Regions from separate parts of the Sus scrofa genome. Here region 2 is linked to region 1. Evidence: chromatin contacts called from public Hi-C data. All regions are on one chromosome and are shown on one strand. Each heading gives the region's core, a stretch centred on a gene start, on an enhancer-like site or on the middle of the called end of the contact. The rest is flanking DNA. Distances are from core to core; before and after follow the strand shown.

The links. A called contact is a pair of places that touch in the nucleus more often than the background predicts.
Region 2: a contact with region 1 is called in a Hi-C map of retroperitoneal adipose tissue, with 1.6 times the contacts expected there. The contact joins two enhancer-like sites. A contact is called at or near these places in 2 of 5 promoter capture datasets (fetal liver and liver), 27 of 47 Hi-C or Micro-C datasets (adipose tissue, alveolar macrophages, blood and 15 more) and 2 of 2 datasets of contacts at active chromatin or transcription factors (alveolar macrophages and skeletal muscle).

What each region holds. Positions count from the first base shown.
Region 1 is chr13:29,797,687-29,802,254 of Sscrofa11.1, reverse strand. All of the region lies in intron 4 of CCDC12 (coiled-coil domain-containing protein 12), which reads left to right. Among named protein-coding and RNA genes, the nearest start is that of CCDC12, 47 kb to the left of the region's middle. Within about 2 kb of position 2,269, at least 8 of the 83 cell types and tissues checked have an H3K27ac peak or open chromatin away from gene starts, as enhancers often do. A contact at or near this core is called in retroperitoneal adipose tissue, where this site is marked.
Region 2 is chr13:29,864,750-29,868,896 of Sscrofa11.1, reverse strand. It overlaps NBEAL2 (neurobeachin-like protein 2), which reads right to left. Exons shown (of 55, transcript XM_021068700.1): 18 at 4,018-4,100; 19 at 3,812-3,904; 20 at 3,462-3,636; 21 at 3,199-3,338; 22 at 2,666-2,825; 23 at 2,331-2,433; 24 at 2,011-2,164; 25 at 1,756-1,914; 26 at 1,409-1,568; 27 at 1,163-1,248; 28 at 485-997. Among named protein-coding and RNA genes, the nearest start is that of NBEAL2, 19 kb to the right of the region's middle. Within about 2 kb of position 2,151, at least 8 of the 83 cell types and tissues checked have an H3K27ac peak or open chromatin away from gene starts, as enhancers often do. A contact at or near this core is called in retroperitoneal adipose tissue, where this site is marked.

The DNA of each region.
Region 1 (4,568 bases), core at 1,020-3,519:
TACTTAGTATTTCTTTGAGAATACCGTAATATTTTTCAGTCCTTGAATTTTGGCATATCAGCTGTTCCTACTTTAAATGCCTGTCAGCTGTGCATTTTGGGGAGACGGGTGGGGGCAAAGCTCAGCCTACAAATTTAGAGAAACTGGGATGGTTTCTGTAGAGCCTGGGGTGGGAGTGGGTGCACACCACATGGCCCAGATGCCATGGCAGCTGCAGCTGGGCAGGGGCCTGATTTAACTAATGCTTGGCCCTGGTCTTTGCCTTGAACAGCTGTTGGCTGTTTCTAAACCACCCCTTGGGGGTCTGGGCACCCCGTGTTCTTGGCAGGCCTGGGATCTGACACAACTTGGTAAACTTGGGGTTGATCAGAGCTGTTGGTGGGGCTCCCACGTGGGTCACCCCAGCCAGCTCTGTCTCTTCTGGATTCCTTGGGGGGTTTTGTTCATTTGTTTTGTTCTTTTTTGTTGTTGTTTTTTTGCCCTACTCCAGGCCTACAGAAGTTTCCAGGCCAGGGATTGAACCCATGCCACAGCAGTAGCCAGAGCCATAGCAGTGACAATGCTGGATCCTTAACCTGCTGCACCACTAGGAAACTCTGGGCTTCCCTGTTTTTTAAAATAATGACATGACTGAGTAATTTTTATTTTTTTAATTTTTTTTGTCTTTTTGCTATTTCTTTGGGCCGCTCCTGCGGCATATGGAGGTTCCCAGGCTAGGGGTCGAATCGGAGCTGTAGCCACCGGCCTACGCCAGAGCCACAGCGACGTGGGATCCGAGCCGCGTCCGCAACCTACACCACAGCTCACGGCAACACCAGATCCTTAACCCACTGAGCAAGGGCAGGGACCAAACCCACAACCTCATGGTTCCTAGTTGGATTCGTTAACCACTGCGCCACGACGGGAACTCCTGAATAATTTCTAAAACTCCCTTCTGCCTCTAGCATCTGTGACCCACTGTGACTTTAGAGGCTGAAGGAAGGTCCTGGCAGCTAGAAGAACTAAGAGAATGAGATTGAGGGAGGGAGGAGTTGGAGGATGGTGCTGTAGGCCAAACTCCTGGAGTGGGAGGGTGATTTTTTTCTCTCAAGGTACCCTGAGGGCCCAGAGCCCTGGCTGAGCCACCTGCAATCCTGGACAGGACCTATAGTCACTCTGTCTGACAGCCTTTGGTCTTCCTCAGCAACTGCTGGTCCCTGTGGAGCCGGGGGAGAGGTGCACCTCAAGGCCACAGAGACTTGGGTTTACTTTCTGGCTCTGGCTTTTCCCTCACTCAAAAACCTTGTGCACATCCATGACTCTGTGGACAGTTTTCCACATCCGAAAACAGCCAGTAGCCACCTCCACCTTCTGTTGAAGGGTGGACCTGAGGACCAGTGAGTGGAGAGTGTTCCTGTTGAGAAGGAGGCATTATCCCATTCCATACTGCCTGTGCTTTGGGGTGGGGCAGGGCAGCAAGGCCCGGAGGATGCAGGAGCTCCAATGCCTTTTCCTGAAACTCTGAGAGTGTGTTTGCCAGGGGGCGCTTGGGAGGCTTTGTCTATGTGATGTGGCCCAGGCCATCATGTAGTGAGTTCTTGTGTCCTTCCTCCTGGGATGGGATGGCAGGGTGGAGATGGAGCTGGCCAGATCGAAGGGGAGGGAGCTTTTATTGTCCTACCTCTGTACCCTGCCCCAGAGTGAGGCCAGAGTTGCCCTTCTGAGGAACAGCTGGAAGGCAGTGTCCTTTGCCTACGAGTAGGGAAGCCACTAGACTCTTCAGAAGTTTCATTTGCTGTGAAGCCAACCAACCATCAAGTATCCTAAAATTGTTGACCACCCACCAAACAAAAGGATCCCTCTGTAGCCCATCTATTTCCAGTGTCTGTGTTCCATCCTGACCTTGTGCTTTGCCTACAGTGAAATTTCCATGTGTTCTGATTACACTGTCCTGAGCTGTCCCCCTCTTGTCTTGGCAGTCCCCTGAAAGGGTGCTTGCAGCCTGCTCAGAGGGACTCTGGCAGAATAGAATCTAGGGGCTATTAAAAATTATGAAGCCTGGGAGTTACTGTCATGGCTCAGCAGAAACGAATCTGACTAGCATCCATGAGGATGCAGGTTCAATCCCTGGTCTTGCTCAGGGGTTAAGGATCCAGCCTTGCTCTGAGCTGGGGTGCAGGTTGCAGATGTGGCTCAGATCCCATGTTGCTATGGCCGTGGTGTAGGCCAGCAGGTACAGCTCCATTTGACCCCTATCCTGGTAACCTCCACATCCCGAAGGTTTGGCTCTAAAAAGACCAAAAAAAAAAAAAAATTATTATGCTGCCTGAAACATTTGTATGTAGAACATTGTGTTTTTCCTGTCCCTGTTTTGTTATTGTTTCTATGGAATAATTCCCTTGAGCAGGATTATGGGGTCAGAAGTTTTTGACATTTTAATGGACCTTGAAGAAAGTGGCCAGATGAGCCTCTGGAGTTGCTGTCTGCACTGTTTGAGATGGTTGCCTCTCACCTCATTTTCACAGGCCTCTGGGGTCTGGCCAGTGGTGGCAACCAACAAGGCGTTGTTACTTATGTTGGGGACATGGGGTGAATGTCCAAGCACAGAGCCTAAAGTACACAGAAGGTTACTAGGTGTATGTGTATGTTTCCTGGAAGAGCTCTGTGTTTCTGTACTCTGAGTGTTCAAACAGAAGGGCCTCTGTGATCAGAAGTGCTGGTCAGAAGTGCTGCCCTCCAAGACCCTGGCAGGGCTGTCCTGGGCTTGACTTTCCCTGTGGTTTGTTACTCTGAGGAGAGCTTCATGATCATGCTCTCTGATTCCCGATGGGCTGTATGGGAAGGAGGGACCAGGTAGCCACATAGGGCGGACCTCTTCTCTGGAAGCAGGCCACTTGGAATGCCCATCCTGTCTCTCTCCAGGGGTTCAGGCAGGGGGATGTGTGTGGAGGGGCCCCATAAGCTATGGGTGAAAAACAAAGCTCCTGTCCCAGTATGTCCCATCAGGTCATACTGATGCATGAGTGAGCAGGTGAGGTGGGCTAGGGCTAGGAAACCTCATGGGCAGAGTAGACTTTCAGGCTTGCTTGCCTTGAAAGGGTTGGACCAGATAGTCTGGAAACTTCCTTCCTCTTCTACATTCTAGAACTCTACTCCGAGTTTCCTATTTTACAGAGAAAACCAACGTTCTCTTCTGAGTGGCACGTACTCAAGGTATGAAAAAACACCACCAGGAGTGATTTCCTGGAATTTCCAATCTCCCTGGCCTGCTCCCACCTCACAGTGGTCCTGTTACCTGCTCTGATTGGGCACTTGGTCTCCTCAGACCCCTGGAAGACCTTTTTTCTTTTTTTTTTAAGGGCTCGACCCATGGCATATGGAGGTTCCCAGGCTAGGGGTCCAACTGGAACTGTAGCTGCCGGAGCCACAGCAACATGGGATCTAAGCCGCGTCTGCAACCTACACCACAGCTCATGGCAACATCGGCTCCTTAACCCACTGAACAAGGCCAGGGGTCAAACCCGAGTCCTCATGGATGCCAGTCGGGTTTGTTAACCGCTGAGCCACGACGGGAACTCCAAGGACGTTTTCGATATAAGGAGACTCAATACAATATGACTGGGCATCACACAGTTGCTTTGCCACAATGACAACAGAAGGTGCTTAGGAGTTGACTGCCCTGACCCAGCCACATTCCTACCCTCTTTGCACCTCCTGGGCACAGCTTCTTTGCTTCCTGTGTTGACTTCCCAAGCACTAAAAGGCCCAGAGAAGCCCAGGCTACCCATAAAGCTCTCTCCCAAGTGCCTCTCTGAATTCCTTTATCCAGCTCCGAGCAAGTATGTGCCCAACCCCTCCTAGAGTGCTGAGTAGTATGTGCCAACACTGGGTCTCTAGGAGCTTGTGGGGGGCAGGGCATGCAGGACAGACATATGGCCACGTGCCCAGGATGTGATAACTGCTGGTTAGAGGGTAGAGAAGCATGTAGGGCAAAGAGGGGCACAGGAGAGGAATAGTCAGCTGTCTTGGGGTGTGTGGGGGACACTGGGTGAAGAGGAGGGGCTATCCATGGTGCCACCTTGTTGAGCTAGCTCTTGGAACCGATGGGCTGGAAAGTGTGTAGCAGACAGGGCTGGCAGTGACTCAGGGGACCTTTGATTGAAAAATAGCCTGTAGAGACTGATGAGGGATGAGGCTAGGACTGTGTTAAGTTTAGACTTGTGTGAGGGACACAGAGGTGGGGGGCGGTCGATCAGAGAGGGTGAGTGTGGAGGTCCTCAGGAGGTCACTGTGTCTTCCCCTCGTGCGAGAGACAGCAAGGCTCATCTCAGACAATGGCTGCCTACACGGAGGGAACTGAGGGTGTCCCAGGGCCTTTGATAGCAAAGGACAGGGTCCTAGAAGGTGCTGGGCTCACTGTGCTACCCTTCTGCCCACAGGCACCAAGGTAAAAAGACCCCAAAGCATAGCTTGGTCTCTGATTTCCTTTGGCCACAGTACAGCCTGGCCCCAGGCCACAGAGACTGGGGGCCTCTGAAGCCTGGGCACAGTGGGCTACATGGTACAGAGCCCCCCACAGTGCCCTGCTC
Region 2 (4,147 bases), core at 902-3,401, 67 kb before region 1:
GATTGAATCTGTGTCCTCATGGATCCTATGTTGGGTTTTTAACCCGTTAAGCCACAATAGGAACTCCAAAGTAAGTTTTTTTTGTTTTTTTTTTTTTTGTTTTTTTGTTTTTTTTTGGGTCACACCTGCAGCATGTGAAGTTCCCCAGGCCAAGGATACAACTCACGCCACAGCGATGACAATACTGAATCCTTAACTACTAGGCCACCAGGGGACCCCCCCAGGCTTTCTTAAGGGCCTTTTGAAGACTGGCTAGTGCCCCCAACTCTGTCTTGGCATGACTTGCTCTGCTCTGAAACACCCCACACACCTCAGGAACATTCTGTAGAGGAAATCCATGAGGGGGCAGCACCGGGCCCAAATGGCAGCTGTAGCCCTGAGGTCAAACAGGACCACACCTTTGGAAATGATACACTGCCTGCCTCACGTCCCAGAGGTGCCCTCCCTTGGTGCCATGCAATGGTAGAGGGTGGGCTTGCCTCACCTGAGGGTTACTGGTATTAGACGTGTCATCTCCACTGATGGTGGGCTCTGGCAGGCTGCCATCCTCCAGCACATTGGAGAGACTGGAGCTGTGGCGGCCACGGGAAGGAGGAAAGGGCCGGGGCCCATCCAGTGGGGAAGGTGTGCCAGGCTGGCTGGCTGGAGTGAGGGTTCCGCTGCCGCTGCCACCGCCAGCAGTGTTACCTGAGCTCACACTGGACCGTTCCAGGCCCAGCTCAAGGGGTGTGCAGAATGGGGAGAGAGCATGGTAAAAGCTGTCCGGGTCGGGGGAGGGAGCCTCTGAGGGTAGGAAGACGTCCGAAGATTCAGGTGACTCAGTGGGTGGCTTGTGTAAGGCTGGCTCCGGGGAGGTGGGTGGCTCGGGGGAAAAGGGCAGGGGACTCCCGGCTGTGACAGCTTCCACGACAAACAGCCGGGTCAGCACATCCTGCCAGCCAGCCTGTCGGGCCAGCAACCGCACTATGTCTGGCTGTCCATAGATGAGGTGAAAAAGCTGCCGGGCCAGGGCATAGCAAGTGAGGGACTCATCCGATAGCCTGCCCCACTCCCTCCTCCTGGGGCCTTTGAAGGAGAGGCCTCCAGAGATCCCTGGTCACAGGCAAAGTGAAGTCCTCAGGGTAGACACCACCCCCCGACAAAGCTTTCACCTCCCACTCACCTGACGACAAACATCCAGGCGGACGCTGAGGTCAGCCTGGAGGGACAGCTGCACCACAGCCAAGAGATCTGAGAGGTTCAGGCAATCTGGGAAGATGGCCAGAAAGGGCCTGAGTGGCTGACCACAGAGGGGAACTGTGATCCCCTGTTGGCTCAGTCTTGGCCCCTGAACCAACACCTTCCGTACTCCCACCTGCCATTTCCTAGATCTATGTCGCCCCTCTACTTGGCCCCAACCAGGTAGTACCTGCCCCCAGGAACAGCTTGTAGAGGCCCTGGCAGAGCTGGGGGGAAACGGCCCCCTCCGGCAGGCAGGCAATGAGACCCTGAAGACCACACTCTCGCAGCCGGAGCCGCTGGCGGCTGCGCTCAGGTAAGCGCTCATTCTGCTGCAGTCTGCGCAGGATCTGTGTGGGGGTGTCATCGTGGGGAAGGAGTTACTGTAGAAGGGTAAGTCACCAAGCAGATGTGTGGCTCTGAGAGTAGCCTGCAAAGGCAGCTTCATCTGCCAGTCTGAGGCCTACTGCACCTCCCTGGACTCAGGCAAGGGTCCCAGTGAATGGGATGCCAGGGTTGGGAGTCAACTGGGCATACCTTGCAGACCCGGTCAGGCAGCGAGGGTGTGGACCTTGGCCGCACCAGCAGTGCCAACAGCACCTCAAGGTTCCCTGGCTCCAGCAGGAAGATGGCCAAAGATTCCTGGGCTGGCAGGCTCTGTAGCAGTGCCAGCAGCAGATCCAGCACACCCACCACCTGGGGATACAAAGTCTTACACTGAGCTGGGCCTGCACATAGTGGTCCACGTACTACCCCTCACCCAAGCCTCACCCTCACCAACCTCCAGCCTACCTGGCCATCATCAACCCCAGCAGCCAGGAAGTTCAGCACCACCTGCAGGTCATCAGAGGAAGAGCTCCGCACCAGGAATTCCCGCACCAGGCCGAGGAGTGACGTCTGCACCGTACGCAAGTCATCCGCCGCTAGGGGGCGCTCCCGCTGCAAGCTGGGCAGGTCCCAGCAGGCACACGTGCCCAGGCCCAAGCGAACAGAGGAGCATAGAGGGGAGAACAAGGAAAGTGGGCAGGTAAGCTGGGGGCTTGAACAGCCCTGTCCCCAGGCCAGAGGCTGCGGTGTCTTCCCGCGGACCCATCTGCCTCTACCAGGCTCACCTGTAGTGGGTACGCAGGGCATCAAGGATGAACTGGACCCCATACTTCTTCCGCAGCTTCTGTCTATGCTCACGCACGATGCTGGACACGTACTGGATGTGGCCTAGGTGGGCATCAGCTAGATGGCTGATGGTCACCAGGCTGAGCTGAGTCCTTTCTATCCTCTAGGACAGGGCCATGACTCTGCCAGACCCCACCTGGGGAGGGTCATGTTCCCCTTGGGCATTTCAGGGCAGATAAGTCCCTCAGTTCACCCAGAGCAGGGTTATAACTTCTCAGAACCTCCACCAGCACCCTGCCCGGCCATGTCCCCACATCCAAATCCCCACACCTACCCAGGCGCACAGCAAAGTCACTGGAGGTCCAAAGGTGAAAGTTGAAGAGCAAATGCTGGTAGAGCAAGTATAAAAGGGGCCCACTGCCCTCCGCTGCCACCAGCTCCATCAGCAGCTGGGCAGACATGAGCACATTCATGTCCATGGCCCAGCTGGGGACCTGGGTGGAGAGAAGCTGGGGTGAGATGTCAGGCCCTGCCCACCCACTCCCAGACCTCCCCGCTTCCACCCTGCCCTGCACAGGCAGACAGACACAAAATCCTGCCTGCCCAAGACCTTTCAGTGGCTCCCTGCTGTCTCTAAAGTACAAGTTCCCAGCCGGCTGTGCAGGTATCCTGTCCCTGCCTGTGCTGGTGCTTCCCCCAGACACTCTCAGCCAAAACCTGCCCAGCCTTTTAAGGCGCTGCTCAAATGCCAACTCTCCCAGGAGGCCCTCCCTGACTGATAGCATCAGGTTCCCCTTCTTGGTCCCTCCAACCAGTTCCGTGGTCAGACCAAGCAGCCCCCACCCTGGCTGCGCCAGCAGGCCCCACCTTGCGCAGGAGGGCCCCGATGATGGCAGGCCCCTGGCACTGCACCAGGCTCTCCTGGTTCACAGCATGGCCCTGCAGGAAGTTCCGCAGCATCAGCAGAAATGCAGCCACTGCATTCCTCTCCATCCGCTCCTCTACTGCTACCAGGAAGGGGACAGATGTGTATCAACTGCCTGCCAGTAGCCATAGAGACCTCAAGCACTCCAGCCCCTCACAACAGCCAGCAGACCTTCTCCCCTCAACTTGACACCAGGGATACTTACCTGAGGACTTGCCTAGTGGGAGAAGCAGGCCCTGGAAGTTGTGGCCAGAGGTCAGTTCAGGCCCCACAAGGTCATGTGTTTCTGCCGGACCTGCCTCGGCCTCTTGGGGCTGTGCAGCCACTTGCTCCAGCAGGGGAAGCAGGGCGCCCATGCCTCCCACACAATTCACCACGTCCTGGGGATGGGGGGCCATCATTAGAAGGCAATGCCCAGCCATTTCCTGCCCTTCTCCACTGCAGCAGACCCTCCAGCCTGGGACCTCAGGGCACAGTGCTGCTCCCCAGCCCGCCCTTTACACACAGGCCCAAGCTCATGATTCCTACACATGCTGCCCGCATGAACACACACACCTTCACATCCCAGGTCTCCACTCTGTGGCCCGTGAGGCGGCCATCCAGCCCGTGGCCAGGGGACAGGTCCAGACAAATGTTGTTCTTACAGGCCTAGGACAGTGGATGAGAAGGCAGCAGGGGTCAGTGGAGGAGTTGGAGCCAGGGGGTACCCAGGTAGCGAGGTTGAACCAAGTGCCCTCTGCCGCTGCCCCCACTCCCCATACCTGAGGTGAATAATGGAGGAGTAGCTTGGTGGCAAGCTCATGCAGCTCACCCTCAGGCTTGAAGGGTGCTGTCTCATTCGGCCCTGGGGGGTGGGCAGAGGACTTCAGACCGGGCTGGGCTTCTAGTGAA